Linked DNA regions of Sus scrofa: region 1 is linked to region 2. A link is a contact called in public Hi-C data. All regions are on one chromosome and are shown on one strand. Each heading gives the region's core, a stretch centred on a gene start, on an enhancer-like site or on the middle of the called end of the contact. The rest is flanking DNA. Distances are from core to core; before and after follow the strand shown.

Evidence for each region. Hi-C and Micro-C count contacts between places; a contact is called where the count stands out from the background.
Region 1: a Hi-C map of skeletal muscle shows a contact between it and region 2, with 2.9 times the contacts expected there. The contact joins the promoter of PHF14 here to the promoter of NDUFA4 in region 2. A contact is called at or near these places in 1 of 5 promoter capture datasets (liver), 11 of 47 Hi-C or Micro-C datasets (adipocytes, alveolar macrophages, heart right ventricle and 3 more) and 2 of 2 datasets of contacts at active chromatin or transcription factors (alveolar macrophages and skeletal muscle).

The regions. Positions count from the first base shown.
Region 1 is chr9:80,675,109-80,679,554 of Sscrofa11.1, reverse strand. PHF14 (PHD finger protein 14) reads right to left here and starts at 2,370. Exons shown (of 19, transcript XM_013979728.2): 1 at 1,195-2,370; 2 at 583-693. The coding sequence starts at 1,195.
Region 2 is chr9:80,642,205-80,646,496 of Sscrofa11.1, reverse strand. It overlaps NDUFA4 (NDUFA4, mitochondrial complex associated), which reads left to right and starts at 2,488. Exons shown (of 4, transcript NM_001097468.2): 1 at 2,488-2,601; 2 at 3,691-3,779. The coding sequence starts at 2,560.

The DNA of each region.
Region 1 (4,446 bases), core at 1,121-3,620, 33 kb before region 2:
TACCTCAGATTTTTGAAAGGCCCAATCCACAATGCCCAGCACTTACCAAAGTACAACTTTTTATTTAGTCCATTTTATTCTCTTAAGGGAGCTAAAAGAAAAGGCAAAACTCCCCCTCAGAGGGTGCCACGTGATCTGAAAAGATAAGAATCTGCTCCCAAGCTGTTTACAGCTCATATTATGCTCAGGATGTTACTCTATTTCAGGGTATCTCTAGATTTTCTTTTCCTCTGTCCATAAAATAAGCACAAACATATTTTTAAAGAAGAGAAAAAAACGCCTTTCCATTTTTCTATCGTTTTGTTTTTTAAGGTGGTATAGCTGATTTACATATTATTGCATCTTTGGAATAAGTCCTTCTCTGCCTAATAATTATCTAAGCTATCAACTAAAACAGAAGCAGTGATATTATTTAGTGATAAGATCTTAGGGATATGTGGGAAACCAAATGGACAAAATAAGGTTTAAATGCTTTAACTTTATATTGACATTTTAAACAAAATCGATTATTTTTAAGAAAAGTCTGAAAATCAGCTCAACTCCAGAAAGCTGGGGAAAGGGAAGCAAGAAGGAAACATTTACCTGAAGCATCTCCAACTTTAAAATCACTGTCATCTGAACTATCATAATCGAGAGCTTCTAGGAGAGAAGCTGCCAAAGGCTTCACCTGCCTCCTCTTGGAGCTGCGATCCACTGTTAAGAAAAAAAACATCACATCGTCATTCACAATCACACCAAGCACAGGGTAAAGCTGTGGTGCTGAGGGAAGGCTCAGATAACCTCCTGCAGGTGGTGCAAACCTTTGCCTTAATTCAATTCTCAGCAAAAGGTGAGATGGGAAGGTTGGCCTGGGGAGGGTCAGGCAGCCACACTGGCAGCACCAGTCCCTCAGGTGCAGCAAATGCGAACCCAGGCCGACCAAGATTGAAACTGACCCTCTTTAAAAATCTTGTTTCTGAGATTCGCTCGTAATCTCTCACTTAGACATCTTAACAGTCAGTATGAAGAAAATGCAAAGCGCAGGGAATATAAAAGGCAATGTTCATTCTCACGGACCTTGGAACCTGGGGGAACGTCCACAAAAGGTCCGACTTCCCCCAGGACCCTCCCACCCCTGCCCTACTCCCGCCGGCCCTGACTTCTGCAAGGACTGAAATGGATCTGTCTGCCCGCGGACGCCTCTGACACACTTACTAAGGAATCCGAGGTGGTCGTTTGAAGGAGACCTAGGGAGAGGCTTCGAGAGCCCAGGTAGCGCCGAGGTCGAGGACTGAGACCGCGGAAACAAGTCTGAAAGATGCTATTTAAAAACAGGCGGCGCCGCGGACTAACCAGGGCGCCCTAAGTGCCCCCCCCCCGTGGTTCCCCTCCCGCCCCCCCGGCCCCTAGTCCTCAGAGAACCGGCCCCGGCAGCTCTGGTGGCTTCCCTTGGCTCTCCCCGGCCAGAGGCGCCCTCCGGCCCAGGCAGCGCGGCCAACCCGGCAGCCCTGGGGGGTTAATTTCCCCCGACAAAACTCTTAGGAAAAAAAAATAATGAAAGAAAGAAAAACTTTATTAGCCTGCAACAAAAGACCCAGAATTTGCACAGTCCGAGGCCGGTTGTCTAAGACAATAGGGAAAGCAACGACCCGGATACAGCTCTGAAGAGAAGGAAGTGAAAACTCCAGCCAGAGAGCAGCCCTAAGATCAGCTCAACCTGAGAGCGCATGCTCTGGACTCGCCTCCACTCTCGCTTCGGGAGGAGGAGCCGAACGGAGCCGGACGGAGCCGAATGGAAGCCGAGACGGAGCCCAGCGCAGCCGCGCATTACGGAGCCGGAGCCCAGAGGTCTCCAAGACCCTCCTTCCGCAAACTTCTTAGGCCCAGTCTTCAGTCCAAATCTGGGGGAAGCCAGTTTTTGTTTCTGATAAGACGGCAGGATGTGTGTCCCCATGAATGTGGAATAGTGCTTTTCATACACTTCGGGAATTTATTTTTTGAGGTGAATGTTTAAATCTGTATAAACATGAGAAAAGTATGTACAATTGGATTTGTCAGTCCTTGCGAAACGCCATGTTTGTTCACATACAGGTTTATTTTTTTAAAAACACTGAAAATCTGAGCAATATTAGTACTTTTTAAATGTTTATATTTCAAAGGTAGAGAAAAATTTGGATGAAACTGATTCAATTCACTCATTTATTCCGCCAATAAAAGTGTTGAAATCTTTTGTGAATGAATTAAATTTTGTAACACTAAATTTGAAAAATTAGTAAGTACTTATTGTACAATTTATGGAATAACTACATAGTGGCTAAATCTTCAGCAAGAGAGTTGTTATCTTTTCCCTGCCAGATATTAAGGCATAGTTGAAGATACAAGCAAAAAAAGTGAGCAATTGCTATTGTGAAAAGTGCTGCCAGGGGAAAAAGTACCCATGCTAGGAGAAGAGAAGTCTTCCTGCAGAAAGTTACATTTAGATCCAGATATAGCGTCTAAACTGGGAAAGGGAGGAAAAAAAGACAGGTTCTAGACCAAAGAAAGGACATGTGCAAATGACAAGGACTAAGAACATGGCTAGTCAGATTCCTCAAAACCTGGGCAACCTCTAATGCCTCAGGACTTTCCAACCTAACGTTACTGTAACCTCATCTTTCTCTGTTCCTCATCACTGCTAAAAATGCAATTTCTCTGAACCTTCAATCTCTGAACCTTTAGTTCCCTAACCCAAACTACCACTGCCCACTCAAACTTTTCTATTGTGCCAAAGAAACTTTCATTCTGAAATTTTAATACTTAGAAAGCCCTTTTCCCTTCCAATGATCATTCTTGTACCTCTCTGTATAAAATGGAAAATTGCCCTGCAGGCCTCTCAAATGAAAGCCCCTCCTTTTCTCAGCATGGAAAGGTGGCATCTGATCTTTAATGCTCCCCACTTGCTTTCAGAGCTGTTATTTCTCCAATCAAAATATTTATTTTCCAAACCCTTGGCCATTGCCTATTAGCAATCATTTTTTAAACTTTCAGTTTTGGATTAATTTTAGATTTATTGAAGTGTACAAAGATAGTACTGAATTTCTTTATACTCTTTATTTTCTTGGTCACACGCATGGCATGTGGCAAGTTCCCAGGCCAGGGATCAAACCTGAGCCACAGCAGCGACCCAAGTCACTGAAGTGACAATGCCACATTCTTAACCTGCTGTGCCACAAGGGAACTCCAGTTGCTTTGTATTCTTCACATAGCTTCCATTTAATGTCAATACATGCATAACCCTGGAAATTTATAAAACTAAAAATTAACAATAGTACAATAGCATGAATAATACAATTAAGTAAAATTCAAATTGTACTAGTTTTTCCACTAATATCCTTTTTCTGTTCCAAGGGCCAATCCAGGGGATTATATTACATTTAGACTTGTTTAAACTTTGCAATTCATGTGTTAAAAAAATTTTAAATATGAAAAGAAAAAAGGTAAGGAAATAAGGAAGGGAGGGAGGAAGGGGAAGGGGAAAGGAAGAAAGAAGGAAGGAAAGAAAGAGGGAAAGAAAAAGAAAGAAAGAAAAAGAAAGAAAGAAAGAAAAGAAAGAAAGAAAGGAAAGAAAGAAAGAAAAGAAAGGAAAGAAAGAAAGAAAAGAAAGGAAAGAAAGAAAGAAAGAAAGAAAGAAAGAAAAGAAAAAGAAAGAAAGAAAGAAAAGAAAAAGAAAGAAAGAAAAGAAAGAGAAAGAAAGAAAAGAAAGAAGGAAGGATGGAAAATAGCTGATTCCTTTTTTTGATGTGCATTTAATAATTGTGGAAGAGACTGACAATCATCTCCCAATACCTTTTATCACCTTCTTCTTCAAAAATAAACTTTAACTAGTCACAAGCTTTCTAAGAATAAAGACTGCATTCTTTAATTTGAAGTTATGTGCAATTATGTAATTAAATTCCAATTAATGCAATGTTAGAAAAAAATATGTGCAATTTTCAGGAAATGACGTTAAACTTTTTCCTCCCTTTTCTGGTTGCCTTTTTTTTTTTTTTCTCTCACCTAACTGCCCTTGCTAGAATATCCAGTGTGCAATTGAACAAATGTAGGAGAGCTGACTTCCTTGTCTTCTGATCATAGGAGGATAAACTGATAGATTTTTGAGAAAACTTACATATATATAAGAATATATATAGGTGTACAGCATTATAATTTGACAACTGTGTACACTACAAAGTGATCACCACCAGAGTCTATAGTTACCATTCATCACCATACACTTGACCTCCTTCACCCATTTCACCCCATCCCCTTCCTCTCTAACGAATAATCTGTTCTCTGTATCTCTAAGTTTGTTTTTGTTTTATTTTCTGTGTTCATTTGTACTGTTTTGTCTTTTTAGAATCCACATATTAGTGAAATTATATGGCATTTGTCTTTCTCTGTTTGACTCATTTCACTTATTATATATATATATAATACTCTCAAGGCCCA
Region 2 (4,292 bases), core at 1,239-3,738:
CTTCTGTGTTCACTTCTAAGTATTTTCTATAATTTTTGTGCTGATTTTTTTTAAAAAACATAACCACACTCCTTATCATAGTCTATAAGATCAATGTCAGAGAGACCTTTACAGCCTCGCTGATCTCATTTTTTTAGGGGTCAGCCACACTGGCCTCCCTTGAGCATTTTAGGGAGGGCCACACCTGAGGCATACGGAGGGCTGCACCTGAGGCAAATGGAGGTTCCCAGGCTAGGGGTCAAATCAGAGCTGTAGCCGCTGGCCTAAGCCACAGCCACAGCAACACCAGATCCGAGCTGAGTCTGCAAACTACGCCACAGCTCACAACAATGCTGGATCCTTAACCCACTTAGTAAGGCCAGGGATGGAACCTGCATCATTATGGATACCAGTCAGATTCGTTTCCACTGAGCCATGACGGGAACTCCCTTATACATATATTTTTTTAATTCTCAAAACTATTTCCCTTGACCACTGCAATGTTCTTCTGCCAGATCTTTACTAGGTTACCCTTTTTCATTTAGGTTTCAGCTCAGATACTACCTCCTCAGAGGGAGCTTCCATGTCTACCCTCACTAAAGTAAATTTAATTCCTCCACTACCCCATGTCCTTTTCTCTCTCATTGTTCTATTTTATTGGTTTATTACTATCTAAAATTATCTTAATTATTTGAATTATTTGTTTATGGTTTGTCTTCCCAATCACCATGTAAAATCCCTTTAAGGAGGAACAATTTTTTATTTACTGCTATCTCCCTAGTTAGAACAGTGCCCAATGCACAGTAGGGACTTAATAAAGATTTACTGAACAAATGAAAAAGACACGTTTTGCTAAGCTTCATGACAAGTCACTTAATAATCATGATCTTTTTTCCCCTACCTCACCAGCCGTATCTCCTCTCCTAAGCATTACATATTGGCATTCCTCAGTTCCATGTCCTTTGTCTCTCTTGTCATTCTACCTTTTCTCCTTAAGCATCTCATTTAGCTATATGGCTCATTTCTTAGAAAAAACTGAGTCCTAAATGTATTTAGCAGATCTCCCTTCTGCCTCACAGAAGTCCACTTGAATTTTACATAAACACATACCCATAATTCTCCATTGTTTTATCTCAATAATTGGCATCAACATCCATACTGGTCAAAAAATTGAACTTCTGGAATTATCTTGGATTTCACTCTCACTTCACTTCGCTAAATCTAATTACCAGGTCTTATTGATTCTATCCCCTAAATATCTCTTGAGTCTTATCTTCATCATAACATTTCCTATAGGAGTCTAAGCTATCATTATCTCTCACATAGACTATTGCAATGGCCCCTTAACCAGTCCCTCCTACAAACCTGATCCCTCACCTATTCTCACTCTTCAAGTTCCAGCCATAGCAGGCTGTCCTCAGTTTCTCAAATCGTCTCCTTACTTTCAGACCTTTACATCTATTACCTCTGTTGTATACACTTGCATGTTTTCACTGGATTACTGTCTACTCCTCCTTCAGATCCAACATTGCCTTCTCAGAGGAGACTTTCTTCTTTCTAGGCCCAATTACTTCTGATCATTTGGTTAATGCTCTAAACTACCTATGAGGTTGGAAGGTATTCAAGTTGTCCCCAGCGTCCCCTAAAGCCTGCTCCAGGGAAGGCTTTCGAGGTTTAACAACAACAAAACAACCCCCTCCCCCCGCAACAAACAAATAACAAACCCAAAAAAGAAATAAGGGAAAATTGTATTGGGGTACTAGTAAAGATTGTGTGTAACCACACGACCAATAAAAAATATTTTGAGAATGCAATTTCGGGCCCAGGGAGAGGGGAAAGTAGCAAGGTCGCAAAGGTCTTCGTGGTGTTGAACACTCAAGCAAGGAATGGAAACTGAAGGTTTAGAGTCAAACTGACAGGACTATTGCCATCTTTAAATCATTTAACAGTTTCTAACTTCTGCCCGTAAACGACAGTTAAGGACACAAAGCAGCTGCAGTATTTTTAAACCGCAGTCGCTGACCTTAGCAGCTAGAGACGCGACCTGACCTCCAGGCGCGCGGCACTCGGCAGCCAGAGCCACCGCACAGCTCCCTCTGCGGCGGTCAGGGCGGGTGACGCGCGGCCGGCACGCGCGCGCCCAGTGACGCCATGCGCGGACCAGGCTCGCAGGCGCCTAGTAAGAGGACCCCGCTCCGGGAGCGCGAGGCCTGTCCGTTCTCCTGCCCGCCCCGGCCCTAAACAAGGGGCCTCCTGAGAAACTGCCTGTCTAGTCAATCGAAGGATTCTAGTTTTGACGCAAAAAATTACTCATCATAGCATGGGAATGAGAATGTTTCGCTTTGCAGAGGAACACAGTTGGTTTGTCCAGGCTACATCGCTGGATCAAAGCAGGCACTGTTTAGGACAGCTGCATCCGGGCCCTCCTGCCGCAGCTACCCTCCAAAGCCAGGGGTCCTTCAGGTAGGAGGTCCTGGGTGACTTTGGACGTCCGCTCCTGATCTGCGCAGATCCTGCTTAGTCCCCGACCTTGCAGGTTAATTTTCTTTGCCCTCTAGGCTCGAGGCCTCTGTCGCTACCATGCTTCGCCAGATCATCACGCAGGCCAAGAAGCATCCTAGCGTGAGTTCCTATAACCCTTTTCCAATGTCTTCAGTTGCCCATCCTGTGTCCGGTTGGGTCGGCTTCAGACCCCTGGGAGGGATCTTCCTCTTTCGCAGCCACTCACTGTTTCTCCAGTCTTAACCTCCTGGTTGCCCCATGACCTTGATCTCTGACCTTCCACGCTGTGCATCGTGGAGTTGGGACTGGCAGGCGGAAGGTGAGGGATGCTGTCCAGGAAGATGATATGTTGAAACAGTGGTGGCCGAGTCCTTTTGCAGGTTGGTCTGATCAAGAGGGCTGTGTGGATTAGAGATTAGCAAAGGTCAGGTACCCTATTTGTTGTGCTGTCTGTTAAGGGTTTTACATTCATTGCATTGGACTACCAAGCTTTGAGGCACATGTGAAGGTCTCTGATCTTGGAATCCTCAGTTTGTCTTGATGTCTGGACATTTTTGAATATTTTAGTAGCACAGAATTTGATCCCATTTGAGTTATTTTATATCTCTAATTTTGCATATTAACGTGCTGGGGTTCTAGAACTCAGTTACCCAAGCTTTAATCTTTATCTTAAACCCAGTTGCCTAAATACGCATTAAGCATTGATAGTATGTTTTCAGATATTATGCGTAAAATCTCCATTTGTAATAGGTGTATTTCTGTTTGGTCATTCAGATTCTAACAGAATTATGTTTTTCATAACATCTATATTGAAACAAGCTTAAGTAATTTGCCAGGAGGTTGATTTTGAAACCTTAAGGTGAAAGAAACTGAGAAATTTAATGGGAGTGATATATCAATATTAGAGTGGTGAAGGAGACAGCGTATTTTCTTGAAAAATTTAAAATTTGAGTATAATTTTTTCCACATTAAACCATAATCTTCTTACATTCTTTGGAAATTCCATTTCTTTCCTTTGAACGTAGTTATTAGAAATCTTAACCTCAGTATGAGGTCCATCTTCATTTAGATTTTAAGACAAGATCAAAAACCAGTAATTTGAGACTTGGGAATCAATGTGTAGAAACTACCGTAGTTATACGTTTCTATTAGAATGTAGGTAGTTGAAGATGGCTGTTAATTTTTGTCTTGTTTTGTTTTTCGTTCTAGTTGATCCCCCTCTTTGTATTTATTGGTGCTGGAGGTACTGGAGCAGCACTGTATGTCACACGCCTGGCATTGTTCAATCCAGATGTCTGGTAAGTCCTTAAAAATATTTAGAACTTTGATGGTTCATCAAACTGGTTTAGGAACCACACAGTCTTTCTAGGGAGACACCATCAAGTAGTAGAAAGAACCTGAATTTTGTAGTCATACAGTAAGTTCAGGTCCCACTTCTACTGGTGTCTTTTACTTTTCTTGGTTCGTGAAATTATCTAGATTTCTTTGAGTCTCATTTTCTCATGGTTTGAGTGGAGCTGCTCATACCCATCTCGTAGTGTTGTGAAAATTGAGACAATAATAACTTAAAAAAATACTTTGTTGGGGTAGCTGGTACATTTAAATGTTTTTTGCATGTTTTTCCGCAATAAGTAATGCTTCTTTTTGAAGTTGGAAAACAATATAGACATGGAAAAGTTTGAGTCATTGTTATTCTGTGCACTTTTCTATATATCACTTTATTGATGAGATAGAAAATATTAGTAAAAGCCAAGTATAAAGTTTCTTGTAACAGAGGTAGGAACAAGAACAACTGCCCTAAGAGGTTTTGT